Regions from separate parts of the Gossypium hirsutum genome. Here region 1 is linked to region 2. Evidence: chromatin contacts called from public Hi-C data. All regions are on one chromosome and are shown on one strand. Each heading gives the region's core, a stretch centred on a gene start, on an enhancer-like site or on the middle of the called end of the contact. The rest is flanking DNA. Distances are from core to core; before and after follow the strand shown. Region 1 has its middle 34 kb from the start of LOC107899492. Region 2 holds the start of LOC107899493 (ras-related protein RABC2a).

Region 1 (3,455 bases), core at 696-3,195, 50 kb before region 2:
AAAATAACAAGAATTATTTAAAGTACTTATCTCTTTTTAGCTAAAATTTCCACTTCACTAGTTTTACCATTTTCTTTTCTCATCTTTTTCATATCCTTTCCTTTCTCTACAATATTTTCCATCACTTTCTCTTGTTTTTCTTCACAAACATATTAAGAACACAAAACTTTATATAAGAAAGCTCTACTTTAACACCATTTTCATGCTTTTTCAACAATATCAAGCTTAAAAACTTAATGAAATCTTGAAGTTCTCACCTTGTCCTATTGATTTCAAGCCTTTGCTTGATTTTTTTTCTCTCCAATTTTAATTCTCTTGAATCCAAGAAGATATTCATACTCACCATAGTCTTCTTGTCATTTTCCACTGTGGAAGCTATGTAAATTCCTTTGATTTCTAGGTAGAAATAGTGAATTTTGATGGGAAGGACTAAAGTGCGAGGATGATGGTGAATGAAACTAATCTCTACAACTTTTCTATTAAAATATCTCTATTAATTAAGTAATAAAATTTTCTAAAACAAATATTAGTAAAATATTTCAACCAATCATATTTTAACACCAAGAAATCTTTGATTATTATCATGATAAAACATGATAATTATCTTAATTAGAAAATGACTATTTTGCCCCTCATGATTTTCTATAATTTCACCCTTAAGTCACTTTTCACTTTGGCAAAATTATAATTTAATCCCTCTCATTTCTCTACTTAATTAATTTAGTCCTCAGACACCAATTTCTTCCCCATTTTGGTCCTTTCCACCTCAAGGATATTTACACTTTTGGTCCCTTAACTTTTTTCATATTTATATTTTGACCCCACAAATTTTAAATATTTATACTAAGGCCACAATACTTTTCACATTTTTGCGATTTAGTCCCCACTTTAAATTAATACATCATGATATAATTATTTAATTCAACTAACTTTGGCATCCATTGGCCTTTTCTACTATTCACTGATAATTTCTATTTTTTATTTGTTTTGAAAATTCTAATACATATACTTTCCAAAATCATATTGTTTACAACCAATTGGGTTTTTGGGATGTTACACATTGTCTTGAGCATTGGAGCGAATGGCTCCCAAAAAGTTAAAGACACTGCTGTGGTTGTTTGGATTGGCTTGTGAATTCATTCTGAATCTATTTATGGATTTATTCACTTGCGACATTCATGGTGTGATTTACCTCAATCCTGAGTAATTAACTGACTATGTGTATGTAGCTTGTATATTTTGATATATTAAAAGCTTGAGTTTAATAGGTAATAGAGTTTAAAGCCTAGTATGTTGGGTATACTACTTATGTATGACATAACTTTACTTATAATAGTGGAATTGATAGCCTAATGAAGAGCAAATGATATTCTCACGCTGACATTGCATGATTGATGGGTTAAGAAATAAATTTAATTAGATAATGGATTATTCTCATTGAGCCATGTTACTCAAATGTAATAAAACCTGACTACATAAACAAATTTTGTTGTTGCCTGTTTTATTTGTGCTTATCGCAGTGCTTGTAGAATTGCCTACTCCTGCAATCAATTTTGCTCATAATTAGCAACTGCTTCATATCAATAGAAATATGCAACATTCACAGTGTTTATATATTCAAACGTGGCTAAATGTACAACATTGTGTGGCGTGTTTGTGTATAAATGCCACGAGCTTCATAATTCTATGAATTTTTCGTCTTAGTATTTGTGGCGTATATAAATCTAGCTACTTTTGTGACGTTTTCTATAAGAAACATTGCCAAATTTTGTGACCCACTTTTCCCTGTGTTTTTCACGGTGCTTTTTTTTTACCGTTATTTATTTTGGCAGCGTTCAAAAAACCTATTTTGATGGTTTGGATGCTTTGGAAACTGATATATATTATCGAACAAGTCTCCATGCAGTACCATACTTAAAGCTCGTGTTCAGGAAGCTCCAGCATTGCCTACTTGGGTTGGGTTGTCCAGCCCCATGGCAAATTCAATGCAAGGTTTTAAATGGAGAGAAGAGCTCTATAGTCTTTCCTTCAGGGTCCAATTTTGGTAATTTATTGGGTTTTAAATATATGATATTCATTCTATGGCCCCCTGCTTTGCATAAGCTGGGTTGGCACATCCCACAATGTTACGGATATTCAAGGCCTCACCCAAAACTCATCCATATTTGGATTGGACGATGAAAATCTATGATGGAATCTCAACTTAGAGTTAATTATTTTTAATAAAACAAATAAAACACAAAGGGGCTTTGTTTTTTTAAAAAGAAAATTGGTAAAATTAGAGCAAACATATATTTGATGATTTCTTTCAGTTTGGAAATCATTAATCGGAAACAAAAATTTTGGGAATTGTTGGAACAAGAAAATGGCATTTCCAATGGTATCAATTTTAATGCTATAAACAAAAAGAAGAATAAAAGATCACAAATGCAAGGATTAAAGTAGTAGTTTTGGTGGAGCGGGGGTGATATCTAGGGAAGAAATGAAGGCAAGTCTGTTGGTTGGGTTGCTTGTCTTTTGGTCTACTGGAGGAGTTGAGTTGCTGCAGCACCTAAACTGCTTTTCTCCTAAACCATCACACTATCACCACTACTATCCTAACTACCCCCATTACCATCACTAGCTCTTTATAACCAAGCATTCATTGTTAATTAACACCTATTTCAATGTTTAGATATACGTATAATCATATCCTAAGAAAATAGGCTAAGGTCAATTTCTTCCTCTTGGTGAATGGTAGAAATTTTGCAAGCCTAAGGTCTCGTTGAAGCCTGCAAAATGTCTAAACAATGGACTAAGTTTCATCCATTCTCATCCATGTACTGTTAGGGGTAAAGTCCAAGGAAACTGGCTGATAGCCTTGCCTAGCTATTAATTACCATGGTAAAATGCAGATTTCAATTTGATTATTGATTAAGCTCTATTTACCGTTTCTCACAAAGTAAATAGGTTTAAGAGATAAGATCATAGGTTCTCAAGCTTCATGTGAAACTACTAGGTTTCCTTTTGGCCCACGTGAAAACAAAGTGTTTGAAGAGGATTCTAATGTATTAGTACCAAATCCGATTTTATTACTTCATGCAATTATCTTTAGTTAATGGATTTTTTTTATACAAGTGAACAATCACATTACATGAAGAAAAAAAATGTTTATAAACATAAAGATCCAACATTGAACTTCATTCAAATTAACTTGAATCCACGTTACAACAGATTTTAATCCAACCATTAAACCTACAACTCCCTCCCTTTTATTCAAATATTGTGTTTTTCATTTTCTAATCAAATATTGTGTGTTCCATTTTATAGATCATCTCTGCCAACTTTCCATTTTAGGGATCAGTACTTTTGCTTTTCAAGTAAATATTCCATATCCAAATACATTGTAAGTTGAGGATCAGGTGGAGTGGTAGTAGCAGTAGAAGAAGAAAAGTTAAGGAAGCAAAGAACAAATT
Region 2 (3,555 bases), core at 594-3,093:
ATTGGTTTCACAAATAAATCATGATTTCTCCACGTTGCAAGACAATTATTTCAATGTGCTTTCATGAAGAAATGAAAAAAAAAAAGAGTGGACAGCTAATAAAAGATTAAAGAAGCAACATCAAGCTAACAACAAAGTTAAAACCCAGAAACTCATTTTAACAAATTAATATATTATCAATTGTATACCTCTTTTCACCATGAATGATTTCACATATATTTTCTGAAAATTTTGATGATATTGCAGAGTGAAGAATTGGGGCCATGAAAAACCATAGCAGATCAAAACACATTAACAAAAACACTTCAACGATGCTAATGTCATACTAATGTATTAATGAACATATTAAGTCGGTAAAAGTGAGCTCTCTCCAATGTAAAATGGAAAACAGTCAACTGACTTCAATTAGACACTGAATGATTTTGACAAAGAAATCTAATTTTAGTCGCTACAAAAAATAGTCACTTTTGTTTGCTTCATGTTAAGTTTTAGTCACTTATGTTTAAAATGTTACGTTTTAGTCACTTATGTTATTATTTTGTTACGAAATAATCACTCTTCCGTTAAGTTCTGTTATCTCCCTAACGGTAATCTTACGTGGCAGTCAAACTAGATATTACTAAATCTGTCAATACATACTTCATCCGAATAAAGTATGCATTATTAAAATTAAATTAAAATATTAAATAAGAAATAAAATTATAAAACAATATGTTATTTAGAAAATACTATTATTGTAATGAGAAACATGTTTTATTAGGTATAAGTATTTAAAATTTTATTTTGGTAATCTGATATATGCGTAAATATATATATAATCATTTAGTGAATTTGTTAATACATACTTCATCCGGACGAAGAATGTATTAGCAGATTCAGTAATATTTAATTGGACTGCCACGTAAGATTACCGTTAGGGAAATAATAGACGTAACAAAATAATAACATAAGTTACTAAAACGTAACATTTTAAATATAAGTGACTAAAATGTAGGATGAGGCAAACAAAACAGACTATAAAATATTTTTATAGTTTATACTATTAAGTCGGTAAAAGTGAGCTCTCTCCAATGTAAAATGGAAAACAGTCAACTGACTTCAATTAGACACTGAATGATTTTGACAAAGAAATCTAATTTGAGACTGGAAGACTAAAATGAAAAATAAAAACAATATTAGCATGAATTTCGTACCAGTATCCCAAATGGTAAGCTTTAATCTCTTGCCACCAACAGATAACAGCTTGATCTTAAAATCCACACCTAAAGCATTAGATTTAAGCAAAAACCCAAATCATATTTTTTACTAATCAAAGATCCAGGATTGAAAAAATGAATGAAAAAAAGAGAGAGAAAATCGGACCAATGGTGGGAGCTAGATCTTCCGCAGAAGCTGAAATGAAGCTAACAAGCAAACTACTCTTGCCGACACCAGAGTCTCCGATCAACAAGATCTTGAATGAAAGATCATAGCTTCCGCTACTTTGCCCTGAAGATGATCCCATTTCAAATTTTCTATTAACTTTTCCACTTCTTTTTCAAGGTATCTGTTGTATCCAATGATGATCTCAAAAAAAGAAAAAGAAAAAGAAAAAAAGAAAACCTTGGGTGAGGAAATGAATGGCTTCTTTCTATCAAAAGTACAGTGAAAAAGAAAGTTAATATATATAAAGGAAAAAATAAAAAAATAAGGGAAGATTTTTTTTTTGTTTTTAAAAGAGGAAAACAAAGGAAAAGGAAAAGGAAAGAGCGAAGCGAATGAATGCTTTGTTTGAGAGAGAAGCTAAAAGAAAACGGCTAACTGTGGAACACAACACAACTGACACCAACGTTATTCTTTTCCCTTTTTTGTTTTTATTTTTATTTTATTATTATTACTATTATGTAGGAATTGTACCCACGTGGCACGCGGGAATAACTGAGAGTGTTTTGCACGCTCCAACCGTCTGGTAGAGAGGTGCTTTCTTGGGACAATCAAAGATTTATGCCTTAATTACTTTGGGACAAAACGAAATTGTGTGCAAGAAATAGATAATGCTAAAATAACTTTTTTAATATAATTTTATTGATAATTTGTTATATTTAGAAATATAATTTTCAAGTAAGTCATTTTTTTAATGATAAAATTTGTGTAGATTCAAGTGATTAATATTATATTCAACATTGTTTGTAAATCTTAAGGAAACTTTTAAGATTTATGTAGGTATAGTGATATAACTTGATTTTAGTTCTTTAATTTTTTTTTGATGATTGCTTCCATCCAAAAAATATTATATTATCAATAAATAGTTAAAAATATATTTTATCAAAAACATAAATAGTTAAAAATTAAATAAAACACTAATATGTTAAGTTTGAATAGAGCTCAGCTCTAGTTAAAATTTTTGTCAAATTATATAACTTTTATCTTCTACCCTCAATATTGTATAAAAAAAAACACTAATAAACAAATTTGCTATGCTTTCATTTTTTTATATGTTTATTTTTAAAAATTTTTACTATATCATACTCCTTGTGAAAATTTTAAATTTCACTTATGATGTAACGGATATTTTCTCATAAACATATTTATGTAAAATTATATAAACAAAACATTAATAATTGATTTTATGTATAATTATTAAATACAAATTGAGTGTTATTAATACTGATTATAATTATAATTGTGTTTTAGAAAATAATATATTAATATTTATTATTCAAAATTTTCAATAATAATTTTTTCCTGTTATATCATGCATCATATTGCCATCATCGTTGTTTCTTTGAAAAACATATTTTATATTATCGTTGAATTTAATTTATTGTAACAATTTTAAATTCTAACATGAATTTATCAATTTTTAATATTTAGTCACCAAATTGGCAATTAAACATTCAGGGTTTGGTTCTCCAATACTTTCATTTTTAGAATTTATTATAAAACTCAAGAATTTGTTTTCAATTTTACGAAAAAGAAAGGAAGAAAGAAATTTTACATTTTATCTAATAAATACAATAACAATTATAATAGCATTGGTCCTAAAGGAAGCTTAATTTCAAATTTCGAAATTTGATTTTACTTCATGAATGATATAATCATTATAAACAGCTAGCATACAATATATTATTAGAAATTTGTTTCTATTCATTGGTATTAAAAAGAATTTGTAAGAGAAGTTCTTAAATTTTTATACTGACGGTAAAATATTTGAATCTAACATTCGGACTCAATCCAACCACACTAGGGTGAATTTTTATTTTTTTTAAATGCGTTTGAAACACAAGGTATAAAATTCGGAACAAGGTTGAGTTGTGGCACTAGGTTACCATCCTTAGCTGTGCATTATTATATTTGTTGAACTAAATAATCAGCATGAAAGAGATGACAATAGAGAAAGGAGCTTAGTTCATCTTAGAGGGGCGGAGAGCCATATGACGATTGTGATAGATGGTAGGTAAGTTGAGTGTTCAGAAGTAAAAGAAGATAGGAACATGGATAGAGAGAAAGAGAGAGACAAGGTTGTATGTGTTCATCATAGAGGTGAAAAGGATTTTATATAAAAGTGGACCTATT

What was found. A called contact is a pair of places that touch in the nucleus more often than the background predicts.
Region 1: a contact with region 2 is called in a Hi-C map of leaf, with 2.9 times the contacts expected there. The contact joins the enhancer-like site here to the promoter of LOC107899493 in region 2. A contact is called at or near these places in 7 of 34 Hi-C or Micro-C datasets (callus, fibers, hypocotyl and 2 more).

Annotation. Positions count from the first base shown.
Region 1 is chrA04:64,887,736-64,891,190 of Gossypium_hirsutum_v2.1, reverse strand. No RefSeq gene overlaps it. Among protein-coding and RNA genes, the nearest start is that of LOC107899492, 34 kb to the right of the region's middle. Within about 2 kb of position 1,945, at least 3 of the 9 cell types and tissues checked have an H3K27ac peak or open chromatin away from gene starts, as enhancers often do. A contact at or near this core is called in hypocotyl and leaf, where this site is marked.
Region 2 is chrA04:64,837,759-64,841,313 of Gossypium_hirsutum_v2.1, reverse strand. It overlaps LOC107899493 (ras-related protein RABC2a), which reads right to left and starts at 1,843. Exons shown (of 6, transcript XM_016825221.2): 1 at 1,363-1,843; 2 at 1,194-1,262. The coding sequence starts at 1,504.